Linked DNA regions of Mus musculus: regions 2, 3, 4, 5, 6 and 7 are each linked to region 1. A link is a contact called in public ChIA-PET, HiCAR-type and HiChIP or PLAC-seq data. All regions are on one chromosome and are shown on one strand. Each heading gives the region's core, a stretch centred on a gene start, on an enhancer-like site or on the middle of the called end of the contact. The rest is flanking DNA. Distances are from core to core; before and after follow the strand shown. Region 1 holds the start of Tank (TRAF family member-associated Nf-kappa B activator). Region 2 overlaps Gm13561 (a long non-coding RNA gene). Region 3 has its middle 47 kb from the start of Gm33436. Region 4 holds the start of Dpp4 (dipeptidylpeptidase 4). Region 5 overlaps Rbms1 (RNA binding motif, single stranded interacting protein 1). Region 6 overlaps Dpp4 (dipeptidylpeptidase 4). Region 7 overlaps Dpp4 (dipeptidylpeptidase 4).

What was found. ChIA-PET counts read pairs in DNA pulled down with a chosen protein or histone mark. HiCAR-type assays count read pairs that join an accessible place to other places. HiChIP or PLAC-seq counts read pairs in DNA pulled down with a chosen protein or histone mark.
Region 2: a contact with region 1 is called in an H3K4me3 HiChIP or PLAC-seq map of the 230-238 cell line, with 16 times the contacts expected there. The contact joins the enhancer-like site here to the promoter of Tank in region 1. A contact is called at or near these places in 5 of 39 promoter capture datasets (the C10 cell line, the HPC-7 cell line, hippocampal neurons and 2 more), 1 of 484 Hi-C or Micro-C datasets (pre-B cells), 5 of 115 datasets of contacts at active chromatin or transcription factors (the 230-238 cell line, extraembryonic endoderm stem cells, large pre-B cells and 2 more) and 1 of 9 other capture datasets (adipose tissue).
Region 3: an H3K27ac HiChIP or PLAC-seq map of acute myeloid leukemia shows a contact between it and region 1, with 6 times the contacts expected there. The contact joins the enhancer-like site here to the promoter of Tank in region 1. A contact is called at or near these places in 4 of 39 promoter capture datasets (the 3T3-L1 cell line, cranial neural crest, hippocampal neurons and 1 more), 8 of 115 datasets of contacts at active chromatin or transcription factors (the 230-238 cell line, acute myeloid leukemia, bone marrow-derived macrophages and 5 more) and 1 of 9 other capture datasets (liver).
Region 4: an RNA polymerase II ChIA-PET map of memory CD8 T cells shows a contact between it and region 1, with 35 read pairs. The contact joins the promoter of Dpp4 here to the promoter of Tank in region 1. A contact is called at or near these places in 9 of 39 promoter capture datasets (the C10 cell line, the HPC-7 cell line, cranial neural crest and 5 more), 2 of 484 Hi-C or Micro-C datasets (B cells and embryonic stem cells), 6 of 115 datasets of contacts at active chromatin or transcription factors (the 230-238 cell line, T-cell acute lymphoblastic leukemia, embryonic stem cells and 2 more) and 1 of 9 other capture datasets (embryonic stem cells).
Region 5: a HiCAR-type map of astrocytes shows a contact between it and region 1, with 2.9 times the contacts expected there. The contact joins the enhancer-like site here to the promoter of Tank in region 1. A contact is called at or near these places in 2 of 39 promoter capture datasets (the 3T3-L1 cell line and liver), 2 of 115 datasets of contacts at active chromatin or transcription factors (astrocytes and embryonic stem cells) and 1 of 9 other capture datasets (macrophages).
Region 6: a contact with region 1 is called in an H3K27ac HiChIP or PLAC-seq map of thymic regulatory T cells, with 7 times the contacts expected there. The contact joins the enhancer-like site here to the promoter of Tank in region 1. A contact is called at or near these places in 8 of 39 promoter capture datasets (the C10 cell line, the HPC-7 cell line, embryonic stem cells and 4 more), 1 of 484 Hi-C or Micro-C datasets (CD8 T cells), 6 of 115 datasets of contacts at active chromatin or transcription factors (the 230-238 cell line, effector CD8 T cells, large pre-B cells and 3 more) and 2 of 9 other capture datasets (embryonic stem cells and liver).
Region 7: a contact with region 1 is called in an H3K4me3 HiChIP or PLAC-seq map of the 230-238 cell line, with 4 times the contacts expected there. The contact joins the enhancer-like site here to the promoter of Tank in region 1. A contact is called at or near these places in 2 of 39 promoter capture datasets (hippocampal neurons and pre-B cells) and 5 of 115 datasets of contacts at active chromatin or transcription factors (the 230-238 cell line, embryonic stem cells, large pre-B cells and 1 more).

The regions. Positions count from the first base shown.
Region 1 is chr2:61,591,138-61,594,710 of GRCm38.p6, forward strand. It overlaps Tank (TRAF family member-associated Nf-kappa B activator), which reads left to right and starts at 1,960. Exons shown (of 8, transcript NM_001164072.1): 1 at 1,960-2,071.
Region 2 is chr2:62,458,463-62,462,035 of GRCm38.p6, forward strand. It overlaps Gm13561 (a long non-coding RNA gene), which reads left to right. Exons shown (of 4, transcript XR_001783319.2): 2 at 2,543-2,641; 3 at 2,894-2,961. Among named protein-coding and RNA genes, the nearest start is that of Gm13561, 5.1 kb to the left of the region's middle. Within about 2 kb of position 2,024, at least 80 of the 459 cell types and tissues checked have an H3K27ac peak or open chromatin away from gene starts, as enhancers often do. A contact at or near this core is called in the 230-238 cell line, the HPC-7 cell line, adipose tissue and 3 more, where this site is marked.
Region 3 is chr2:60,737,692-60,741,264 of GRCm38.p6, forward strand. No RefSeq gene overlaps it. Among named protein-coding and RNA genes, the nearest start is that of Gm33436, 47 kb to the left of the region's middle. Within about 2 kb of position 1,935, at least 31 of the 459 cell types and tissues checked have an H3K27ac peak or open chromatin away from gene starts, as enhancers often do. A contact at or near this core is called in acute myeloid leukemia, where this site is marked.
Region 4 is chr2:62,410,245-62,413,817 of GRCm38.p6, forward strand. It overlaps Dpp4 (dipeptidylpeptidase 4), which reads right to left and starts at 1,987. Exons shown (of 26, transcript NM_010074.3): 1 at 1,542-1,987; 2 at 971-1,055. The coding sequence starts at 1,547.
Region 5 is chr2:60,786,650-60,790,222 of GRCm38.p6, forward strand. The region is part of intron 4 of Rbms1 (RNA binding motif, single stranded interacting protein 1); the gene reads right to left. Among named protein-coding and RNA genes, the nearest start is that of Rbms1, 93 kb to the right of the region's middle. RefSeq lists an enhancer at 1-914. Within about 2 kb of position 1,667, at least 38 of the 459 cell types and tissues checked have an H3K27ac peak or open chromatin away from gene starts, as enhancers often do. A contact at or near this core is called in astrocytes, where this site is marked.
Region 6 is chr2:62,389,290-62,392,862 of GRCm38.p6, forward strand. All of the region lies in intron 2 of Dpp4 (dipeptidylpeptidase 4), which reads right to left. Among named protein-coding and RNA genes, the nearest start is that of Dpp4, 21 kb to the right of the region's middle. Within about 2 kb of position 2,017, at least 111 of the 459 cell types and tissues checked have an H3K27ac peak or open chromatin away from gene starts, as enhancers often do. A contact at or near this core is called in the 230-238 cell line, CD8 T cells, the HPC-7 cell line and 6 more, where this site is marked.
Region 7 is chr2:62,330,437-62,334,009 of GRCm38.p6, forward strand. It overlaps Dpp4 (dipeptidylpeptidase 4), which reads right to left. Exons shown (of 26, transcript NM_010074.3): 26 at 1-2,283. The coding sequence ends at 2,182. Among named protein-coding and RNA genes, the nearest start is that of Dpp4, 80 kb to the right of the region's middle. Within about 2 kb of position 1,630, at least 33 of the 459 cell types and tissues checked have an H3K27ac peak or open chromatin away from gene starts, as enhancers often do. A contact at or near this core is called in the 230-238 cell line and pro-B cells, where this site is marked.

The DNA of each region.
Region 1 (3,573 bases), core at 710-3,209:
CAATGCTGAATGAACTAGATTTCATTAAAATGTGAAATTTCTACTCTTCCAAAGATATTATCAGGAGGCCCGTGGCCTCTCATGCCCTTAATTCTAGTACCAAGGAAACATGAACAAGCAGATGTTTGTGAGTTCAAGGCCAGCCTGGTTACATAGAAATTTCCTGGCTATCTAGACCTGTTTAAAAAACAACTAATATAAGCATATGCAAAGAAAGGCCATGTGCCCTTAAAGAAAACACTTCCTCTCCCAGAAGTCATCAGTTAAATCAATCAAGACACAATTGCCTGTTAGAACAACCAAAATCTAGAATACTAAAAACACTGAATGAGGACTGGCACAGACAGAAACTTTCCTTCATTACTGCGCTAACAAAATAGATACACACTTACCATCTTTCATATTCTTTGCATCTGCCTTAAGGAGTTGATAATTTATTTTTTCCTCATGAAAATTAGAACATTGTTCTTGCTAGCAGTTTTTTCCACCTCAGCACTGAGGATGAAGATGAGGAACATGCTGGAAGTTTCTAGACCTTTCTCTCAATTTACTTTGCATCTAACCCTGCTCTAGAGAAAACAAGTCATTTTGTTTTATTTTAATATGAGCAGTGCTGTGTCACAATTAACTTGATGACTTAGTGGGAAAAAGTGTTTACTTGATCTAAATGTTATAGGTGGGAAGTTCTGCTTGTTAAAATTTTGAGTAATATTTTATAATATTTTTTAAAGAATCATATAATGTGTTTGTTCTATTTTTCCTTTAGAAATATATTATAATGCATATATGTCTGGGTGAGGGTATAGGATCCCCTGGAACCAGAGTTACAGACAGTTGTGAACTGCCATGTGTGTGCTGGGAATTAAACGGGGGTCTTCTGGAAGAGCAATCATGTGTTTAACCTCTGAGCCATCTTTCCAGCCCCACAATGTTCTGACCATATCCCCCTCAACTCCTCCTAGATCCATCCCCTCTCCCAACCTTATGACCTCCACCTCCCACCCCAAGTGACCACAAAGTCCAGTTTGTGCTGCCTGTATAAATTCAGACATAGTATCATCTACTGAAGCATGAGACACACCCTAAATAAAACTGGCCTCCTCCCCTCAAGTCCACCCACTGCCCTTAGCTCCTCACAGATACTGGTTTGACATATGGGCTTGTGAACCCCACCCACCACTGTGGTAGCAGGTTGATTGGTTGGATCTTGCTTAGGTTTTCTGTGAGCAACCGCAGCTGATGAAAGTTTTTTAATAGTTTTAAACGATGGTTTGAATTTTAAAATTTGCCCCAAATATTCAAGCTAACGGTTAGAACCAGACAAGTGTTTGAATCTTTGAACTAAAGAGAAAATGGGGCAGCCAGAACCCAACTCTCTTGTTCTAACACGGAAAAGATGTTTTTCTCACTGCGTCCATCTGAAATTTCTCTCTCAGCTATCATTCAAGCATGTCTGGATAAAATAATGAGAAACTTTTAATCCCCGAGAAATTTACTAGAAATTGAATTTTTTTTAGCAAGTATATCCATTGGAAAGTATTACTAGTGGGAGGAAACACCGAGTGTATATGTAATATTTCTCAAGTTGTGGACTTTAACTCAATTATATTCGCATAAGGATCTGGTGAAAACTGTAATTTCCTGGGCCTTCCCCTACCTGCTCTAAACAGGAATTTCACAATATATCAAGTTTTTCTGAGTGGTTCTCTAACCTACATATAAGGTAATATTAGAAGTAGTTATTTACTGTTTGCTCAAAATTCTAGCTAAGACACTGAAGTGACCTTTAAACAAATGACTTATGTTTAGGGTTCTCTTACTGTCAGATGCTATTTCCTGTATGGCCCCGGGCCTCCAAGGAGCTTGGCGGGGCGGGGCTTTGTGGGCGGGGCTTTCCTGCAGAGGCGGGACGTGGGGCGGGGCTGGCCCTGAGGATGGAAGGTGAAGCGTTAATGACTCAGAGCGCAGTCGCTGCCCTCTGAACTGGAACGGAAAGCTACTTCCGGTTGCAGTCATTCTGCCGGGCACCGGCGACCTGTGGCGTGAGCGAGCACAGCCGGAACCCTCCACTGTGAGTAAAAGCGGAGACAGGGAGTCTGGGTCGGCCGAGCCCGGGGACGCAGGGCTGGGGTGTGTGAGCGGGTGTGGGATGCGCTGCGCTGCACCGAAGTCTCCTCCGAGAAGTAGAGCTGCGGCCCCAGCGAGTTTACAGCGCGATTTTGAGCGAGAGAAAGCGCGGGTCCCTGTCCCCGAGCTGACCCTGTGGGGCTTTCCCGGCCCGTGACCTCAGCTCCGCGACGACAGTCCCCCACCCGTCGCGGCAGGGTGACTGCCGCTCTCCTCGCTGCTTCCCGGGGCTGGAAACGAGCGCGGCACGGCCTGCGGTGTTGGGGCGCCGGGGATCCCGGAGTCCTCGACTTCGCAGAAGCCGGTCGCCCCGGCGGTTATGCCCTCGAACACTTAATAGACTCTTTGTGTCTATCCCGGGAGTTGCACAATTCCCTTCTCTGCTTTCCTGTGGAGTGTCATCATAGTCTTGTCAATGAGAAGTTGGGTAACTTCCCCCTAGGAGTCCCGGAGAGAATGGGTGGCCAAGGCTCAAAGAGCAGAAGTAGCCATCCTCCTTCCCTGGTCACCCAGTCATTAGGTAGAGTCTCCACCGTCGTGTAAACTGAGTGGCAACGAGTTATACACCAAAAACAAGCAAGCAAGCAAACAAACGAGAAGAAAAAGAGCAATGCTTGTCCTGAAATCCGATCAAGGGGGAAGATGCTCGCTGTACCCCCAGAGGACTTAGGCTCTCTCACTATTAGGCTGGCTGTACAAAGCAGCCTTCTTGGGTGTCTTTTTCTCTCGCAGAAACTTTTGAGAAGTTAACATGAAGAAGAAACGATAAGCTAGAAAGTGAAGAGAGGTGGAGTAACACCCCGCCGTTTGCCCAGTAACAGAAAGACAAGCACCACCTTCTTGCGAAAAGCCATATTGTCCCCTTTGAGAGGGGCCGTGAACCCCTCAAATGATAAAGGAGAAAATGAAACCACCCCGCTAAAGCGTTTTCAATCATGTAAGACAAAGCCTTCCACATCTCTTAAAGGCGCCTACTCACGTTGTTTTGCTCCCCTATGGAAATGAGATCATTGCTTACTCTGTACACCCTCTTCTCTTGGCGTTGGTCACTTTTCCCAAGTTTGGATTTTTATGTCGTTTTTTTTTTCTTCCTTCCTTCCTTTCTTCTTTCTTTCTTTCTTTCTTTCTTTCTTTCTTTCTTTCTTTCTTTCTTTTCCTTTCTTAAAGGTACAGTTGTTGCCAGGCATGGTGGCTCATGCTTTTAATCCCAGAACTCAGGAGGAAGATACAGATATAGTAACCCTTCATGCTATGTGCCACATACTGTAAAGAACTATTAGTCATGTGGCTTTGCCTAGGTTTTGTATCCAAGATTATTGTCCTCTTGCAAATTATTGAGATAATTTCCTGTGCTATTTCATTTTAATACTTGACTCATTTTAAACATCTGAAGTTATTCTTGTACACTGTAGAAACATAATTATGAATTAGGTATCATAGGTTTTT
Region 2 (3,573 bases), core at 774-3,273, 870 kb after region 1:
AGCACTAATTTAAGAGAAGTCTAATTTTAGTGCTGTTAAGGTGATTGTTAGGTCCTCAGAGATTAAGGTAGGCTGTGTAATTATCTGTACTTAACGTACAAGAAATTACAGTTCCAGACATTTACATAAACAAGCATGCCAACCTGTCATACTTTTTTTTAGTAACACAATGAAACAAAAGAACAATTTGAATAAAAGCACGCTGATTGAAAATTCATATATGGGAGCAGAACCTGCCAGCCGTTATAAGTTCTGAATAAAGAACACAATTTGAGAAACCTGTTCTTTGGATTGAGGTGCCGGAGGCTTGGCGCTTGCCCTCAGCTGTTGCTAGTGTGGCCAAGTAGTTCCTGGAACGACTGGAGACTCCATCTTTTCTCCCAGCCTCCAGGTAGGAGCTACACACATCTGTGACCATCGCCACACTGATTGTCTGCATCCGTCCCCATCAAACAAACCAAAGGTCCTACATTCACACGGAGAAAACTTACAAAGCAGCCCTTCCGGTTCAGAGAACAAGTTCACCCTGCCCCTAAGGTGCCTGCAGCAATAGTTCCCTGCTGTAATGAACGCCTTCTCCCCGAAAAAGTCTCCGTGGACCATTGTTAGTCCCCTTCGCTGGAATTTGGGGTCTGCCAGTGAGATAATGGGACCAGTGTATTCCTGGCTTGTCATTGGCTGAAGCTTAAGATGTAGAAGCTTCAGGTGGTCACCTGAAGGGTCTGAATAACAAGGGGAGGCAGGGGGATGAAGTCCAAGGAGCAGTGATCAGAAGAGAAGGAAGAGTACCCTAACTAGATGCTGTTGCCCTGCTCAGCCTTATTGGGTTCTCCTTGATGTCTCAACACCTGCCTAGTGACCCCTTCATTTTGGTGAATCGTATGCAAATGCTTTTCTGTCTTTTGGTTCAGAAGTGTATTCTATCACTCAGCAGCCATATTTCTTCTATGCTGTGTCTGAGTTCTTTTGCATGACCTGTGAGAGCTCTCGTGACCTCTCGGTTTCCCTCACTTCTGGGTCTTTCCTTCTCCCCAACTGGCCTTTTACCCTTCTCTCTACACCGTAAGCACTAGCTGTATACAAATTTCACTTCGTGGGGTTTACCAGCCACTCTTCAGGCTATCCTGAGTGCTCCAGAAAACGTTTTATTATCTTTCCTCCCCAGCTTCGTTTTAACCTTCAGACACAAGTCCAAGTCCCTTAGGTCTCTCAGACTTGGATCGTTTTCTTGGCATCATCCCATCGATTATTCTGCATCCTGTTACTGCTTTGCTGACTCTGCGTCAAAAAAAAAAAAAAAAAAAAAAAAAATGGCCTCTTCCTTTGGAAGAGACTAAGCTCTTTGACGGATGGATGGTATTTGTCTCCCTGTGGCTTTGTACTGAACCTAGGCTATAGTAAGCACTACATATATGCCCAAAGAACTGACGAGACGTGTCTGTTAAGTGAAAACAAGTAAGGCTCAAGTTTGCTCTAAAACGTTTCCTGGGAAGGGCTGTGTCTAATTGACCTCGTTTCTCCTTCAGCTGGAGTTTGTAAATCCCCCACCACCACCACCACCACCACCGTTTTATGAGAGCTGTTGTTTCAGGTTTCAAAATGAGACTCCCCTTTTCAACGTGACTCTTACTTAAGTCAAAGCTGAATGCACACAATCGGTCTAAAGATTATCTCTATTTTGTGGACATGGGTGGTCCAGACACCCACAAGGAGATAAATAAATGTTTGAGGTGGGTCCTTCAATGATTTTTTTTCAATGGATGCCAATTTGGCAAGCTTGCCTGGGCCCTACCAGTGTGAGGAACCATGATTTTGGTATGATGTTGGGGAATTTGTGGCTCCCATCTGCTGGTTATCTCGCAAAATGTAGAGCTGAGAAAAATCACATACTGATTAAATCATAGAATCCCACACTTGGAAGGGACTTCATGAGATGATCGGGCCCGCCTCCTGAAGGTCAATGCATAAATCATCTTGTGCAGATGGCTGTTTATCCTATTTTTAAAGCTCTTTAAGGATGGAAATTACACAGCTTCTCTTGGTAGTCTGATCTTCATGGTCAAGAACTTCCCTTTTAAAAAGCCCCAGCTTCTCCCTGCAGTTTGGCTCACTTCCTCTTTTTGTCAGCTCGCTGCGAATGTGCACATGATCAGCGTCCCCTGCTAATTATCCCTGGCCCACTTCTCACACCCTTGCAACTAATTATTAAGAGCTATGCTGTTTCCCCTCCTAAGCGACACAGTCACAATGCCTTTAATTTTCAGGAGACTTATTTCCCCCATCCTATTATTTTTTTGTAATTTATTTATTTATTTATTTATTTTTGCCGTACCACCATCCTGTGGAAAACTGATAATTGCGCTTGTGCTCATGTCCAGATCAGTTGTCAATGGACAGCGAAGCCCCCTCACCTTGCTGTTTAGACTGCAACCTTTCCTTTTTGTTTCTCAAGTAGATTTTGTTCTGCAATAAATCTCAAGCTGTTTACTGTCAACCTGCTACATGGGGGAATCCCTCTTATTTATGTTGGTTCCTTTCTCAGAAATGCGTGTCCTGACCTCCAGGAAGTGAATATACTCAAACGGATTTGGCAATTGTGGTGAGGAAACTTGAGTTGAGGAGACAATACTGAATTATCCAGGTGAGCCCAGCATAGACACAAGAATGAAGATAATATAGAGGCAGGAGGATCTGGGTCAGAGACAAAGGGTGGGAGCAGATGTTGGGGTGATAGGTTTAAAGACGGACCGGGGCCACAAACCAAGGACTGGCGCCTCTTCACAGCTGGACAAATCGTGGCCAAATCGTCTACTGTTGAGTAGAGGGGGGAGGGAAGGGAGAGACAGAGGGGGCGGGGTTGGCTGGCTTATTCTTACAGTTTTTTCTCTTTCAGTACACATGGACGGACCCACCCAAGGTTCTGGCCGCATATATGGCAGAAGATGGCCTTGTTGGACATCAGTAAGATGAGAGGCCCTTGGGCTGAGGGGGTTCGATGCCCCAGTGTAGGGGAGTGCTAGGGTGGGAAGGTGGGAGTGGGTGGGTGGATGGGAAAGCACCCTTATAGAGGCAGGAGGAGGGTGGATAGGGTAGAGGGAAGACCTGGAAAGGGAATAACATTTGAAATGTAAATAAAGAAAATATCCAATAAAAGAAAAAAATAATAAAAGTGGTCAACAAATCAAAAAAAAAAAAAAAGGAAAACCTAAAATAAAAAAATAAAAAAGAAATTAGGGTTCAATGGCATACTAGGCAAATGCTCTCTCCCTGAGTTCCATCATTAGGTATCTTCTTACCTTTTGAGATAGGGTCTTAAAGTTGCCCAGGCTGGCCTCAAATTCATTCCTAACTGATGCTGCTCTTGAGTTTATAATCCTCTTTCCTCAGCCTCCCTTTTTATAGCTGGGATTATAGGCTTGCACTTCTAGGTCTGGCTTGATACTGGCTTCTGATTTGGAGGATTATAAGGGGATAAATTTGAAAGGACAAAGGTGTTGGAAATCTGTTAGCAACACAGAAAGAAACAGTGTCCGTTTATGAAGAAACGATCTCTGCTTGTCTTGAGGTTTTATT
Region 3 (3,573 bases), core at 685-3,184, 850 kb before region 1:
GAGACAGCAGAGCTGGGAGCAAAGCTGGAGGATTGGGTCTGGAGTCGAAGGAGAGGCAGTAAAGATCAGCAGTCGGCCTCCTTGCTTCCCTGGCAGGAGGCAAGTCTTTTGAATATGGGTGTTCTTATTTAGACATGAAATATTTTCTAAAAATGGTTCAAGTATTAAAGGCTTGGCTGCTGATGCAAGCAGTAGGCAGAGAGCTTTGCCTGCCCCAGTGGATCAATCTATCAGCAAATTCAAACTTGAATAAACTATTAGGAGATGGCAGACCCTGGAAAATGCAGGCTGGGTTCAGAAAGCTCCCTGGAGATGTCTCTGGGCTTCACCTTGCCCTGGCTCCTTCTTATTTATTACTGCTTCTCTCTGCCTTTTGCATAACATAAGATTCTTCAGTTTTATCTTGGGTCAGTAACAATAGCACTAAAAGCCTATGAGCTAAGGATGCTGAATCAGGGAGCCTGCCTTAGGGTTTTACTGCTATGAACAGACACCATGATGAAGGCAACAGGTTACAGGTTCAGAGGTTCTGTCCATTATCATCAAGGTGGGAGCATGGTAGTAGCATCCAGGCAGGCATGGTGCAGGAGGAACTAAGACTTCGAAAGACTTGTCTTACAGGCAGCTAGGACAAGGGTCTTTTTTTCCCCTTAAAGATGTATTTATTTATTATATACAAGTACACTGTAGCTGTCTTCAGACACACCAGAAGAGGGCATCAGATCTCATTACAGATGGTTGTGAGCCATCATGTGCTTGCTGGGATTTGAACTCAGGACCTTTGGAAAAGCAATCAGTGCTCTTAACCACTGAGAATCTCTCTAGCCCTAGGATAAGGGTCTTAAAGCTCACACCTACAGTGACAATCTACCTCCAAAAAGGCCACACCTACTCCAACAAGGCCACACCTTCAAATAGTGCCACTCCTTGGGCTAAGCATATTCAAACCACCACAGAGCCTAAATAAATCTTTACTCCTCAAACTACTACTCTGAGGTATTTGGTCCCCATCTGAGTCCATTTCCTGAGTATCTTGGCCGACAATTCCATGTTACAGTCTACCACAGTGGCTGGGGCTTGAGTCTGCAGTCAAGAAGCAAAAAGTTGAATGTGTGTTTACTACCCAGTTTCCTTTTTCCACTTACAGTCTAGGATCCCCTGCTTAGGAAATGATCCCACCTACAATTAAGAAGGGTCTTCCCACATCAATGAACATAATCAAGATAATCCCTCAGACATTCTCAGAGGCTAACTTTAATCTAGATAATCTCTCGCAGGTGTGCCTGGAGACTGATCTCCCAGGGAAGTCTAGAGTCTGATGAATTGACAATTAACAGGAACCATCACACAGTAACCAAAGAGCTAACTAATAGAGGTACCATTGTTTCAGAAACAAATGTGCACAGTGGTGAAGAAAAAACAATTTTCTATCCTTCCCTTTGAGGCGTGAGAATATAGAACAGTGGCAAAGTGCTAGCCTAGCATGCCCAAGGCTGTGGGTTCAACACCCAGTTCTATATAAATAAATAGACAAGCAAGATAGCCTTCTTCTAACCGTTTTCTCCATTTTATTTTTCACTGCAGGTATAATGTCATCATTCCTGGGGCAGAACCTCTGTTTCTGCAGAACTAAGTGCTTGGTTGTATATTCTAAAAATATCACAGATTCAAAAAGTCTGAAGGGTTTTACTCAGTAATATGGGGATGTGGTGCTTCCCTGGTGGGCTGGTCTGTTTTCTTTTGTCAGGGAACTCACATTTAGGGACAGCATAGGCAGCTTGTAAAAGGATCAAAATGAATGTCTGTGTCCCTGCAAGTAACACCAGATGTGGTAAGTGACGTCACTTGAATAAATGCAACTGCCAAGGCTGGGCCCAGTTCAGAGAAACCAACACTGACAGGAAACAACAGGGAGCCTGCGGCCCTCCTCAAATCTGAAGGGGAAAAGGGAAGAGCCCACAATGCATGAGGAAACTATGGCCAGTAGATGTGGCCGTGGTTACAGTTACTGTCTTAGCCATTTGGATTTCCAAAGCATGATGGCTTAAGTAATGGAGAGACTTACTTTCCTGAAGTTCTGCAGATCAAGGCTCAGGCAGGTTGGTTTCTTCTGAGGATTCTTTCAATATTGTCTTTACCCTGTGCCTTTGTGCAGTCTCCCACTGTGCTCTGTCTCTGGGCCCACATTTCCCAGTATTATATGGCCTCTGGCTACCTTACAGGATGGCCACGCCTATTGATTTTATTCTCACTCACTTGCCTATCTCCGGATGTCATAACATCCTGAAATAGCGGGGGCTAAGTACGCTTTTGGATGCAGCAATGTTCTGAGACACTAGGGATTCTGTTTCTGCTCGCGATCACATTCTCAGGCACCGGTGATTAGGTCCTATTTCCTGCTGCAGCCATATTCTGAGGTTCTGGCTATTAAATTCAGCATAGGAATGGGGTGAGGTATAGTTTAGTCCCTGACAGGGACACCTCTAATCTGTGGTCTACAGGGAGGGAGCCTGAACAATTGTATCTTAACGGATCATTCTCTTTCTTCTACTCAAATGGAAGACCAGAGGCAGTCTGGTTGTCTGATGGCGCTGTGAAAGTCAGCCTTCTGGGATGCAGAGAAAAAGGTACTTTGTAGAAGTACATAATGCGCATAGCATACAAGGTGGCTGCATTAGTTCCCTTTCTTGTAGAGACCAAAACAACTGAAGGAGAAGCTTATTTGGGTCACTGGTTGAGGGTTGACTACCAACACAGTGGGAAAGTCACGGTAGCAGAAGCCCGAGGTGTGTGGAGCAGGTGTGAAGCAGAGTCGTGGGTGTGGCTGTCCAGCCACCTTATTCCTCTCCCCTCCCATTCGGTCCTTTCAATGTAGCCTGTGGGATGCTCACATGCAGAGTGTGTTAACATTTATAATACGCACTCAAACAAATGCTCTGAATGGGTCTCAGTCAAGTTGAAGATGAAGCATCGTGGGCCAACATGGCTGAACTTACAAGGCATTTAGAAGTGTTATGAGGTATAGACATAGAAAGCGGGGGAACAGAATGCTCTGTGTGGGGTGATTGGCTCTGTGGGCTCTATAGTGTGAATATGGCAGGTAGCACCAACTCTGAGGAGAATCAGAGGAAGGTCAGGGGAAAATGTGCCTCCTATGGGTTAGGCAGTTTTTAAATCTTTCTTTTGGAGCATAGCTTCTAGAGTGTTCCCTGTTCATCCTTCTTAGCCAAGCATGTGCTGCATGACTCTGCAACACCCTGACCATAGGCTGAGGATCACAAGCAACATCCCAGAAGTCACAAATCCGGCTCCATAATGAAGAACCCGAATAGAAATAGACTATGAGTTCTGTGGCTTTGCTTGCTTGCTTGTTTGGTGTGTGTGTGTGTTTCAAGGTATAGCCTCTCAGTTCTACCTGGGGGAGCAGGAATCACTAAGCTACAATACAATACAAATCCCTCATGGTTGTTGTTGTTGTTGTTGTTGTTTTTTTTTTTTTTTTTTAGATCATTCAAACTCCTTTGGCTGGCAATTCTGGATGACCAGAACTTAAGTAGATGGCACATTTTATAC
Region 4 (3,573 bases), core at 737-3,236, 820 kb after region 1:
CCCAAAACAGTAATAATCACTGGTGTCTTGATTAAATATCATCAGCAGAGGGGTCACTGATTAACCTTGGCTCCATCATGAAACCGAGTGATTTTCATAGCTTTATATGCTAATTCTCAGTTGTTGTCTTGAAGTCTGACTAAGACCACCTGACTACATTTCCACCCGGAGAGACTCATTCGGGTGATGACTGATTTAGAATGTGCACAATGTATAGAATGCACACAATGTGTAGTTCATAATTCCCAAGAGAAGAGGAGGGAGGCCCAGATTATCTTCTCCTTAGCTTGCATCCACTCTCTTTTTTGTACCAAAAGCCGGGACTAAACTGGAACATTCTGGCAAGCTGAAAACGCATGCTGGGGACTTTCAAGGAAACAACCCAGAAGAAGTTGACTGATTCTAGGTCACTATGTTAGGCACAGTGGCGATTTAGTGATGCAGTATTTCTAAAATGGTCAAATAATTCCTTCTCCCCAACTGAATCTTCCAACTGGCAGAGTCTCATCACCCTTGAAGGAGAAATCTCTGGGTTTCCTGGTTTAGTTTGTTCTGTTCTGTTTTTCTTTTTCTTTCTCATTCCCCACTCCACTTAAGACATTCTTATTGCCTCATTGCTATGCTTTGGGTCTTCAAAAGCTGCCTTATTTCCTTGGAAGCTCTACAATCAACAGTCTTCTAAAATCAATTTGAGGTTAAGATACTTTCCGTTGAATTTAATAAAAAGAAGCCGCGCCTCTTTCCCAGTGTCAGGAAGTGTGTATTTGTTATACACAACAAAACGAGGAAGCCTCAAGGCCTAAACACTGGAGCCCCCAGAAGCAGCAAATACATTTAGAGACACTTACCAGTCTCTTCAGCCATAACCCAGCACAGGGGTCAAGGCCCCCCAATAAACTGAGCTCGCTTTGAGAGCCGCCTGACCCCGTCTCCAACCACCCTCTCTTTTTAAGATGTTGCAAGGTTCTACCTTTGCTCAGCAGAACTATTGGCACGGTGATGATGGTGACAAGCGCAGCGACACCAAGCAGTCCCAGAAGAACCTTCCACGGTGTCTGCAAGCAGGTCAGATTGCAAACAATTAGAGGGGAAGTCTTTGTTCCTCTCTGCGAAGAGGGTTGGGACTTAGGCCCCTTCAGAGGCAGAGGAGTTTGCAGGTGCACTAGTAGACCTGAGGGGTTTGGCGTTCACTCAGGCAGAAGCCCTTGAATTTTGGCCCTGAGCATGATCTTATGATCTTGTTGGCTTCTCTCCTCCCACCCACCCGTCTGATGCCAAATGAGAGTGCCGCGTGCGTTCCACGGGTGACCGTCCCCGACTTCCAAGGCTCAGTGCCTGGGTCCCAGTAGGACACGCCAGAGATCTAAGCCAGTTCCCGGGACGGACGTGCCTTCACCTGTGAGGGTGGCCCCGTGGCTTCCGCCTAATGGCAGCTCCTGGTTGCCTCCAGGAAAACTGGGGCAGTTTGGAGAGAATCTGTCTAAACACCACCCACAACCCGACCCTCTGGTCCAGGGAGGTGCGACGCGGGGTGCACTCACCTTCATGGTCGGGCGGCTCCTTGAAACTGAACTCTGAAGCTTGAGCGCAGGCAGAAGTCACTGCGCGCAGAGACGGACGTCCTGCGCGGCTGCTCTGCACGCAGTCACCCTGAGCTCGCCGCCAAGTTTCGGCCTGAGTTAAACATTAGTTAGCGCAAGGCGGGCTTCGGTGCACAGTGTGAGCGCGGGGCAGCCGACCCAGCGCGGTAGGACCACTAGGCGAGCCAGGAAGTAGCACGCAGGGCCCCCATGAGTGAGGGATAAGGGGAACAGCGAACCCCCTTTGCTAAAAGAGACATTGCACATTGAGGTTTAACTGTTGCTCCCTTGCGTGGATAATCGAGGCAGCTGAGGTTCAAGCAGGCATGGAGTTTGGCAGATTCACGGCTCACTGCAGAAACTAGCTGCCAGTTCTCTTGTCCCCTTCCCTGAGAGGTCTGTCAGTCTGAGAGAAGGGGTTGGGTGTCCCATGTTATCTGGCTGGCAAAGAAAGAGAAAAGGTGATTGTTCCCTTTTGAATGACACTTCAGGTTGGATATCTGTATTAATCCTCCCTGGGGAATGTTCACTTGCTTTGCCGGAGTCCCTCCCCCCGCAAAAAAGTAACCCTACCGCTTCTTAAGTGGGAAGTTACTTTAAGCATTGTTCTACTCGATTACTGTGTTATTTTATAGGGAGGAAGATTATGCACAACAACATCAAGTCATTCCATGAACTCACTCAGCCACGATGCTATGGAGTTAATACTGAAGCCACTGGACCTTAGTCTTTCATGTCTCCACAATTTGAGGAAGTATATTTCTTTATAAATAGACTAAGGCGCATGCACATGCGCTTGCACACACACACACACACACACACACACACACACACACACACACACACACACACGTCCTCTTAATTATGTATCCCAAGTGTCTGTTTCTACCTCCCTCTCCTACACCTGAAGAAGTTGAGTCAAGACTCAGTGGAGCCTTGAGCCAGAGCTGAAGAGCGCAGTCTAAAAGACCTATAGCGAACAGTATCAGAAGGCTCATCACTGTCCATTGCTGTCAGCCATTCCGGCTCTCAACAAAAGTAATAACCACACCAGCCATGGCCTTAACCTGGAAGCCTGCACCAAGGGTCATTGGATGCATCTACAGAACGGATCATCTTGTTCTCTGGGATTAATTCTTCCTTGTATACACAGTTATTTTCCCACGCTCTGCACATTTTGCGAGTTTTCATTGTACCCGCCTTTTGATGGTGTTTTAAATAAATCCCTAATGAGTCGGCTAGTCAATATATTAGCTACCACTTGAGTTGGCATAGATGCTCTAACCAATCATTTCTGTCCCCACACAGAATGTTCTGTTCCTTAGGGAGAGTTCCTGAGCAGGGCTTTGATATAGCAGCTCCCCCACAGGAGCTGTCATCTTCCTTTGCTAAAGAATGATGCTTCACCTTCCACTGTTCTTTGGTTAGAGGGGACTCTCCATAAAGCCACTGAAAGTGTTGAGGGAGAGACATTACCACAGTGGGAGAAGGCACGGCAGAATCCAGGTTCTCTGAATCTGTGCCCATGTTTGCCTAGTGGGATCTGGTGAGGCTTGTCTCTTCCACAAACACATGCCATTTCCATCTTAAAGTCCAATGTGTTTGCGTCTGCCAACTTCATCATTTGATGATTAGGTTAAACTTTGTTCGTTGTAGAGAACTCATTTGGGTAGTTAGTTGATGATATCTCTTAAAGTGAATCTTCTAAACAAGAATATATATTTAAGGCTCTAACTCCCAGATCTTCTCATTTGGAGATAGGTCCCCCTGGATGTTAAGTTATGACTATTGAACCCAATGTGATTCCTATCATTATAAAATGGTGAAGCAGAGACATACACAGAGGGAAAAATGGCATAAAAGACAGAGGGGTGAAGTGGGCTCTTACAAGCCAAGGAGGCCGAGCACAGGTATTTTTTTTTTCTCACAGTCCTCAGAAGGAACCTTTTGTGGAGGATGCCTTGAGTTCACACTCCTAGGTTCCAGAACTAGG
Region 5 (3,573 bases), core at 417-2,916, 800 kb before region 1:
AGCATGGTGGGCCTCTTGGTGACGGGAACCGATTTCCTGCTCATTTGCCTGCTTATTTGTTGAGAAAAGTGTGCAAGCCTGCCACCCCTGATGTTCTGCTGACCCCCAGCCAACCTCAGGAGGTGACAGAGAAAGGCCTGTAGAAAGCCACTCTTATCACAGGTATCACCCTCAAAGCCGTGCCTTACATCTTTTAAGCCAGTTATCTGTGTGTCTTTTAATAGAATCTGATTTCTCTTTTTTCTTTCAGAGGTAGTCTCTCATCTTTGTAGGCCAGGCTAGACTGGAACTTAGTATGGAGCTCAGAACAGAATGGCCTTAAACTATAGCAATTCTCCTGCCTCAACTTCCCACACACTGGGACTTCAGCATAGCCATCACCACAGCTGGCTTCCAATCTGGGTCTTTTGAGAAGAAGACACACATTTAAACCATGTTTCCCACACCGAGGCTTTCCAGGAGGCCCGGGGCCGTTTCTGTCTGTGAGGCTTCATCCAGGTACTGCTCCACACAGAACTTCTAAGCATTTCCGTCCGAGTTCCCAGTCTCTGTCCAACCTTGGAATAAAACTTTTCTCTTAATTAGCTATTTTTAAAATCAATAAGAGCAAGCACTTCATGGCCACCACATGGCAGTACTGAGCAAGGCTGTGGAGTTAAGAGAATCAGCTACCTCAGTGTTGTCAGTTTACAGCTGTGTGTCTATGGGCTCCTCATACACCTGCCTACCCCAGAACCCAGTGTTATCAGCAACATCTCATCTCTGCCACCCCACCCCTGTGTCACTGCTTCAAATCACACAAGAGGGAAAGCCTTTAACTGTGTGGCCTTTTAATACCCTGCAGCATCCCCAACTCATTCGCAAGAACAGAATGGAGAGTGACTGGTCCCTGATAACACAACCACACAGCCAGACTTAAACTTCCTTCATAAAAAATCCCTCTCCCCAAAAGACATACTCAAGGCAATCCTTGACTGCATCAGCCTAAGAGAATCAAGTCCGGATACTCAAACCCACGATGTGATGGTTAGAAGAACAAGAGAGCTGCTGGCATTAAGACGTTAATTTGTAACCTTAAAAATAAAGGAAAAAGAAGAAACCAGGTACTGAAATCTATATGCTGCAGAACGATGGCACACAGCAAGCATCCCTGAACCTGTGCACTGGCCTTCCTCACAGATGATGGGGAAACACGTCCCTCAGCTAGCTCACAGAATAAAGCTGTGCAGTCCTTGAGTGGGGCTGGCATTCAAAGTGCATCACTGATATGACCTAGATTGTCAACCCACACTCAATCCTCTTTTGAATAAGCGAATGGTAATGATTTCTTCCAGAGATTATTTAAAATACTATGCTACTTAGGTGCTAGAATGTATGTAGGGGACTACCCTATAAAGGCCTTGGCATTGTGGATAAAACAGGCTCCTTCCTAACTCAGTTTCAACAATGCGTGTTGGTGCTCCCAGGATCCACAGGAAGAAACCAGACAACCTAGAGAAAGCCTGCAAGAATCTGGCTGTGAATTGGATTAGGATGTGCGCATCCCGCTCTTCTCTGTCTAAAAGAAACAGAAGCTGAGAATGCCATTCACTTGGAGAGAAACGCAGCCATGTTCTGAGCCTCCACATGTGGTCTGCTACCCTCTTGTTACCAGCCAAGCAACAGGGCTGTCAGTGGACCTACACAAAGCTTGATCTGAATCCCACCAGCTTGCTGTATACAATGGGTCTATGTGTGACTCAAAAGCCGAACAATGGGAAAGGAGCAAGCTGATTGAAAGGGCCTACCAGAATGGCTGGGAAGTAATTACTCTCTTCCCGATGGCTGGCAGAGGCAGATGGAAGCTAGGACTCACTGGAAGCTGGCTTGGCAATATACTGAATAATCCTAGCACTCATGAGCCAGAGGGGGAAGAATTTTGGATTGAAAGCCACCCTGGGCTATGTGTAAGATCACTCAAATACCCCAAAGAAGCAGCCACACAGAGTGATCCTAGTGTGAATTAGATTCCCTGTGGAAGGCTGCCTAGGAGGCAGGGAGAGAGTTCATCAGAGCAAGGCTGATGGTTAGCTTCGGGGGTGGATAGTAGATTAGGTAGAGAGCTCAGAAAAACTCCCAAGAGTACTGTATGAGAAAGAGCATCAATGTGTTACTACCCAGGAAAGAAGTCAACACCAGACTAACCAGACTAGGTTAGTGACAGGCCAATAAACCTTCCCAACTATGAAGGGGTTTAAAAAACACAGCTAAGGAGCTGAGAGAGACTGGGTAGAAACACATAAACGCGGGAAGGGAAACTTCACCATTGTGGCTTGATACTCAGGATTTCTGTGAAATAAGCGTATATATTTAAATTATAAGCACTATACATCATATATTAATAATCTCTTTTTGAAAATCAGGTATTTAGCTCCAAAATGTTAATCAAATGTTAAAATATTTTTGCGTTATTTTAGTAAGAAAGATTATAATACATTATACACTAATGACAACCCCCCCCCCCTCAACCAATCTTCTAAAATGTAATTAGATTGAGCTACAATGAAACTAAGCCCATTCATCACATGTCGGACTATAGATGCATATAATTAATGATTGTTGGGATGGAAACCTTCACAATGCTGCTTCCAGATCACCAAACTGTCGGCAAAGTTGCCAGCAACTAATTGCAATGGAGGCTGTGTTGCCCTTTCCCTTAGAGCCAGCAGCAGCCAACACTCATGGACTTGTAGGGCTCTGGGCAGTTTGTGGTATGTCTATGTATGCCCCCACATTACACTGCTTCTGAACACAGTAAGGCTTTCCCCCTAATAGACCCTTATTTAAATATCACATCGAATGAGGCTGGGCAACATGAATACAGAGGAATGGCTGTAAACATACTGAAAGAGATGCTAGGTTTTATGGTGTGAAAAATCAAGGGACAGGACTTTCTGAAATGGGAGTAACTGCAGAAGCCATGGGAACTGTGTCCTGGATATCATCTAAAGAGAAAGGGGGAGATTTGCAGAGTGACTCAGGATGGAGAGGGAAGGGCAGCATTGTGGTTTTCTGGGTAAGGTCTGCTTGTCCATGTCTAGTCACGTACTGACTGCAGGGCCAGAGTAAATGTGCTACAAATCAGAAAGCAGAGCAGGATCCCTGTCATCACACTTGCTTACTCTATCCTCGTTTTCAGCATCAAACTGGACATTGCTCAGAGGATGAGGCCATCGTCTGACGACCAGGATGCCTTCTACTTTCCGTTTCTATTTTCCTAAATTTCTACTCTGGAGGTGAAGAATACCCATAGGCCATCTTAGGGCCACGCCCTGAGGATTATATGGAAAAGATTACTTTAGAAAAGGAATCCCTTTTATGAATTCCTAAAACTTTATCTGTGCTGATGGTTGTATCCAAAGTACCTCTATGTTGGCAGCTGTAGAACTTTGAGCAGCTACCTTACCTCTCAGGTCCCTGCAGGTGATATATGTCTTCCTTACTGTCCTGAAGCTTCCAGAAGCCTTCTCTCCTGCACTCCTCAGGGAGTGAGCACCTGCTGCTACTCAGAAGTAACCAAGGATAGTACTCAGT
Region 6 (3,573 bases), core at 767-3,266, 800 kb after region 1:
ATACTATAAACTGGTAAAATCTCATACCTGAGGTGGTCTCAGACCCCACTGGATAAACATACTATTGTTGTTTAGCTAAACTGATGGAACCTGCCTTCTAGATATGTGTTCATATACACATAGCCATGAATGCCACTCTTAGCCTTCACAAGGGAAGCGTCTCTGTAAAGGGAACCATCTTCGCAGTGAGAAGAGCCTCTGTGTTCACTGTGCAGGCTTCACAGCCAGGCCATGTGCTTTTTAAACAACAGGACTTGCCCAGTGAGATAATATGATGGACACACACACACACACACACACACACACACACACACACACACACACTCACAGGCAGAGGCAGAGGTTTTATTACTTTTTTTTGGTATCTTCATTCTATTTTTATTTTTTTATTAGGTATTTTCCTCATTTACATTTCCAATGCTATCCCAAAAGCCCCCCATACTCCCCCCCACTCCCCTACCCACCCACTCCCACTTTTTGGCCCTGGCATTCCCCTGTATTGGGGCACATAAAGTTTGCAAGACCAAGGGGCCTCTCTTCCCAGTGATGGCCGACTAGGCCATCTTCTGATACATATGCAGCTAGAGACATGAGCTCCGGGGTACTGGTTAGTTCATATTGTTGTTCCACCAATAGGGTTGCAGACCCCTTTAGCTCCTTGGGTACTTTCTCTAGCTCCTCCATTGGGGGCCCTGTGTTCCATCCAATAGCTGACTGTGAGCATCCACTTCTGTGTTTGCCAGGCACCAGCATAGCCTAACAAACACTTTGCCCCTTCTTAGAATTGGAAACAAAACACCCATGGAAGGAGTTACAGAGACAAAGTTTGGAGCTGAGACAAAAGGATGGACCATCTAGAGACTGCCACACCCGGATATCCATCCCATAATCAGCCTCCAAATGCTGACACCATTGCATACGCCAGCAAGATTTTTCTGAAAGGACCCTGATATAGCTGTCTCTTGTGAGGTTTTATTACTTAATGTAAGATGTTATCACATAAGTATTACAAAAAAAAATTCCTTTACACAAAGTAAAGTTATTCATTCACTTCACTCCAGAGACAAATCACAAAGAGCCTAACATCTTTCTCCACACTCTCAAACATTTTCATGTGCATGGAAACACCTAACCACAGCACCTGCCACATCACAAGCAGGCCAGTAAAAGCTGCCCTTTGTGTTACTCTTTTCAAAGCCCATGGGAAAGTAATTCTCTTATAGAAACTGTCCTTTCCAACGAAGTTTTTAACAGTAGTTCCTTTTGAGCTAACCTGATAATATCCGACTTTTGAACCTTCTCCTTCCATAGATAAAACTGCTACATTCTCCTTGTTAGCTCACAGACGTTGTTTAATCCAATAGCTGACTGTGAGCATCCACTTCTGTGTTTGCCAGGCACCAGCATAGCCTAACAAACACTTTGCCCCTTTTTAGAACTGGGAACAAAACACCCATGGAAGGAGTTACAGAGACAGTTTGGAGCTGATAATTTTAATTGATAATTAATTAAAATTAATAATCGAGTCCAGATTCCTTGGGATTACCTAGTATCCAGTGGGCCATTATTCCCTTCCTGCGCCCCTCTTAGCACCCCTCTGGCACTGCTCAGCCTGTTCTCACATCAGCACATAGCTTTTCTAAGCTCCTCATCTGTGCCTCACTCTGGTTCCCTTCAGCTTATGACATTCTTGGGGATCTACACGCAGATCAAGGAAGATGACTCACGGCGCGTATACACCCGCAGGGCCTACACCAGCCCTGCCTTGTGTAAGGTTCACTTAGGTGCTCAGGAAGCTGAATGCAAACCACTTTTTATCTGTTCACAAACAGTCCCAGAGTCTGGCCACACTAGAGCAAGTCGAACAACAACTACTCCCTGTGGGTTGGTTTTTGGGTTTTTTTTTTTTTTTTTTAGTTTTGTTTTTTATCTTGCCGTTTGATGAGCAGGACACATTGGAAGACAGTTTGGAAACATCTAGATAAGCGAGTTCTGTGAGATTCGAGTGCCAAGTCCAGGTTTTGACCTTTATCAGCTTCACAGTTTGCTGGCAAGGTACACCCTTCCGACTCTTACAGGACGTGCTCATGTTCCTGTTTCTCCTTCCTCGTCTTCTTGCTCCTTGACAGGGCACTGCTGCAGCAACAGATGCAGGTCCTTGGCTGCTGCTATGGTTTTCGTGGTGCGACCCGGGACACGCCGTTCACTTGACTTATTGATTTAAAGCCTTGTGCCAGCCAAGGAAAGCAGTTGATCATGTGGTACCCATCAGCTCATAAACAAATGCAATCTCTTGAATTTAGAATCTTAGGGAAGACATTAGCTGTATTCTGCTTTATTTCCTTGGCTTAAAGAACTAAGATGAGCCATGTAAAAATGACATTTGTCAATCATAAACATCAGAAGAGCAGCATTCAAAATGGTTCAGCCTAGTAATGAAGTCTCACCAAAGGCTATGGTATAATGAATCCTAGCTTCAAGGTCAGAATTACTTATAAATCAATTGTAACCCCAGGATAACAAAATCAAAATAAGAGAGACTACAGTCTTCCAGAGTAGTCTTGATTTTGACCAATGTCACCATGTGTGTTAACTATTTTTTCAATAAAAAATATGTTCATTCATCATTAATGTTTTAACTCTTAAACTCTGATTTATAACATTTCTACTTTCCAAAGATAAACTGCTTTGGAAATTAAATAGCTAATGAAATACTTCTAGAAAGAAATATGTTTCTTAAGGCTCACAAATGCATGAAGTTGTTTAAGAAAAAAACAGGAAAAAGAGGTATTTGGTTGTAGTTTGTGGATGCCATATGGCAACCAGTCAACATTCCACACTAATTCTTGTCTCTACAAAGAGTACAAAGAAATAAAACAGGTGTTACTGCAGAATTCACTTTTGTAAAATAGCAGTCTTGGCAGACAAAGAAAAAATATTCAATAAGGAGGAAGTAACAATTAACGGACAGGCTTCATGGCCCCTGAGACTGGATCACACAGCCACTTCCTATCTCTGCCGAATCACAAAACACAAGAAGGGAGTCGCAGGTGGCACTGAAAGCCAAGGGCCTAGTTGTGAGCACAGACTTGCCTATTGCATTTGGCTTTGGGGAACTACTGAATAACTTGCTATTGTTCAGATCTAACTCATTGCAGTAGTTTTAAGAGGTGCAGGCTTGGAGAGAGGTGATTAAGTACTGGAGGTTCTATTCTCAGGATTGATTAGCAACTTGTGAAATGGGTGGGGGCAATGAGTGTACCCCACCATGGACCACCACGTGAGGATGCTGCTGATAGAAGATGTCATCAGGGAAGCAATCTCTTACATAATGCTGAGCTAGCTGGTTCCTTGACCTTGGCTTTCCCAGGTTCTAGAACTATGAGAAATAACTTCCTGTCCCTTATAATTACCCAGCCTTAGATATTTTGTCCTAGCAGCATAAAATGGCCAGCCCAGAAATTGGTATTGGACAAGTGAAGAGTTGCTAAGCAACACTGGAAGTGGATAATGGATAGAGCCTGGAACTGTGTGGAAGCAACTGTCAAAATGTGCTTCATACCTTTTCTGTGA
Region 7 (3,573 bases), core at 380-2,879, 740 kb after region 1:
AGGTTCTTAATCTAATTCACAACTCTTACGGAACAGTAAAACTTGTGCTATGAGAGTCAAATAAAAACTGAATTTATTCACATTATCACCATTTGAAACCATCATTGCCTGAAAAATGTGTGCTGTGATATTTGATTAATTCAGGCTCCAGAAACAACATATTTAGAAACAAAAGGAACACAAAATTCATGGTTTGGCTATTATATAAATATTATGTGATACATCATATAAGATATATTAATAAAATCTAGATTATTATATAATGGGGTTTAGATTGATGAATTCACAACGGGTAATTTCTGTTTATGTTTTCACACTGACAGGAACATGTCACCTCTGTCCCTTGATCTAGAACTTTGCAGGTGGATACTGCTGCACATGGTGAAAGTGCTGTATTCTAAAATAGGATTATAGCCAGAAACCTACAGGCTTACTTACCAGCAGTGCTTGCAATGGAAGAATAGGACTTGAGACTTACTTAAGGTGGAGTGAATCCGTGGGGGGGCCTGGGAAGTGGCATCAAGCTCATGAATATCTAATCCCACCCTTATTTGATAGGTAGTTTCCATTTCTGCCACGTTTGCAATTCATGCTGTGGCTCACCTGTCCAGAATAATTTTATCTAGCACTCTGGTCTGAAACTGCATTTAAATGTGTGAAGTCCATTTTAAAAATGCAGTTGTGTTATAAATAATTGAAACAAAACGTAGTATTTTCTAAGTTATCCAAACATTGCTAAGTCAAGTTCAATATCAGAATGTATGTTTTCTATTATATCACCCCCCCACAAGAAGAGACCAGAGACAAAACAATACAGAAAACCCTGGAAAGACAAGTCAACCAAAACGACTCTGCTGATAGTGTTCTGTCCCATGCTGTGAGCCTCACATGCTCCCCTAGATTAAATTATATTATGAATTCCATAGTATTTAAATGACCAAATTATTGTTAATTGATTTCTCCAAAGCTATGTGATAAGTGTGAAAATAGACATTTCAGGGGGTATTAGAGAAACCCCTATGAATCATTTAAGTTTAAACAGTTTTATGTATCTAATTTTTTTTAAAAAAAAGCTGAACTCTTTCCATGTTTACAAGACAGTCTTGGATGTCTAACAAGTTAAACAAGAACCTTTGAACAAATGTGTCCATATGTCAATGCGGTGTAAGTTTGATTCAAGACATAACCCATTACCTCTGAAAAATGGAAGCATATTTACTAAATGACCAGGCAAAGTTCCAGTGTGTAGAATAGAAATAATAACACAAAACATTCTCATTTAATTTTCCATTAAAAAGCTAATGAAGTTAAAATATTTTAATTAAAATGCTCAAAGAAATGAAGTAGGAAAAACTAATGCAAGTATTCCTTCATGTTAGAATTTGTGACACAAATATTTTCAACTTTTAACAGGGCAAGTCGATATGTTCCAAGCTGCCTCTTTTCACTAGGAGACATCGGTAATTTTCAAAAGCACATTTACAATGCTTTCCCATCACCCTTGCTGTGTTTTTGTAGCACCTATAGCCATAACTGGCACCTGGGGCCCTTACATTGCTGGCAGCGTCCCTTGCATTTCTTTGGAGTCTATTCAACTGCTGTGGTTTTACTTAGAAGTCAGTGCTTTGCATATATGATTTCCTGAGACTGTTTGAATAGTCTTTCTCAGAAAACTGTGCCAGTCTGGCAGTGAACAGCTCTTCTCGAGGCGAGCTGACAGTAGCCTGGTTGGTTTGTATGCTTGGACCTGGGTTTCTAGCCATACTCCCTGCTCCCTCTTCTCTTGTTGCTGCCCTAATGACATCATTACCCACATCTTGTCACCCACTTAAATAAGGGAAACGAGATTTGGACCAGTCTAGTAAGGAAAAAAAAAATTGAAATTCTGCTCAGGAAATCTATGCATAGCTCTTGCAAAAATAATTTATATTTGTTGTTTCAGCAGCTGATGTGGAAATGATTTTAAATGATAAACAAAACAGAGGGGAAAATCCAAATTGCTCTAAGGTAGTAATCTGTTCTGGGGACAGGCATCCTTAGTTAGGATTGCAGGTGTAAAACTGGAGAAAGCAGCCTGAAATGTCTCAATGCAACATTATTAAGATCTTCATCTTAACAGTGCACTTTTGAGATAATGAGAACAAATGTGGTCTTAAATAAGCTATGGAGAGCTATGCTGTGCTAGTGTAAGGAGAAGCACTGCTGGAGGAAATGGCTCATGTGGGAATAGATGTGCTGGTGAGCTGTGCTGCTAGCGATCCCGTGGTCTTCATCCGTGTACCACTGCAGAGAGAGAGAGCGCTCAGGATTAGGAGGTCCTCGGTCTTTAGAAGGGAAAATTCAAATGAGCTCTTGCACGGTGTAAAAACAACGGGAATGGTTTATAAGCCTAAGTGTGATCAGAGAGGGCGTCTAGTTCTCCACCAGAGCTGTTCAAGACATGTTCCGTCCTGAAGAAATCACTGGTCCTCTTTTTTGGGGGGTGCTGAGAAAATCCACTATGCATTTGTGTTTACCGCAGAAGACTTTAAACATGGGTATATTCTAATTAAAATACCCAAGTCAACCTTTAAATGTGACTCAAAGGTCACTTAAAAACTACACTCTGAATGGGAAGGTTTATACCAGCAGGCATACTATTTTAATAGGTGCCAGCAAGGGCCAAATCTCTCTACACTTGAGTATGTATTAAAATAAATAGATTTTAAGGACAATTTTCTAATATAAGCATCTAATGGCTGGAAAAATCAATTTTAATATTAAAGTCTTATATCTGTAACATAAGTGAAGCCAAAAGACAAATGTTTTATTTACCAACATTTAAATTTTACACTGGAAATTAAGAACTCTGTATATCTGACATTTATGTCAGGCAGGTACATATTCCTGAGACATAAGTTAATTTTAATCATGCCTCAAGTATTATATAACTTTGCTTTAAACATGGAAAAAACAAACCTCAACTTCTTCTGAGAATCTGGTCCAAAATATATGGCAGGTTTTCTCAGTACAAAATAAAAAATCCACTCTTACATAGGTGGGCACTATTGAAGCGGAGCACACAGCTAATTATGTGTCAGAAGTGGAGGGACACTATTTTCTAGCCAAAACAGTTAAGAAAGTTGTGTTGTTTTATAGCATTGTATTATTAGTGCAAGATGCACATATATATATATATATATATATATATATATATATATATATATATATATATATATATGTATGTATGTATAAAGTCTGATGAAGAATTCTAATGAAGAAGATGAGTTAGACTAAATACCCAAAACCTCCTCTATACAGGCAAACCCAGCCCCAGCCATTTCTGACTTTATAAACAAGCCTAATTGTTTGCTGCCTGCAGTTGTTCAACAAAAGATAATGTAGCGACTGCAAGAGCTGAAGCATGCTAACTATTAATACCCCACTGTTGTTAGGATGGCTAGTAATCATAATAACAGAATGGATTTTACATTTCAGCTATTATCATGCTGGTTTCACTTTAGAATTACTCTGCCACACATTTACAGAATAAGTGATTACTTTCGAATCAAAACAGGGAGAGACTGAACCATC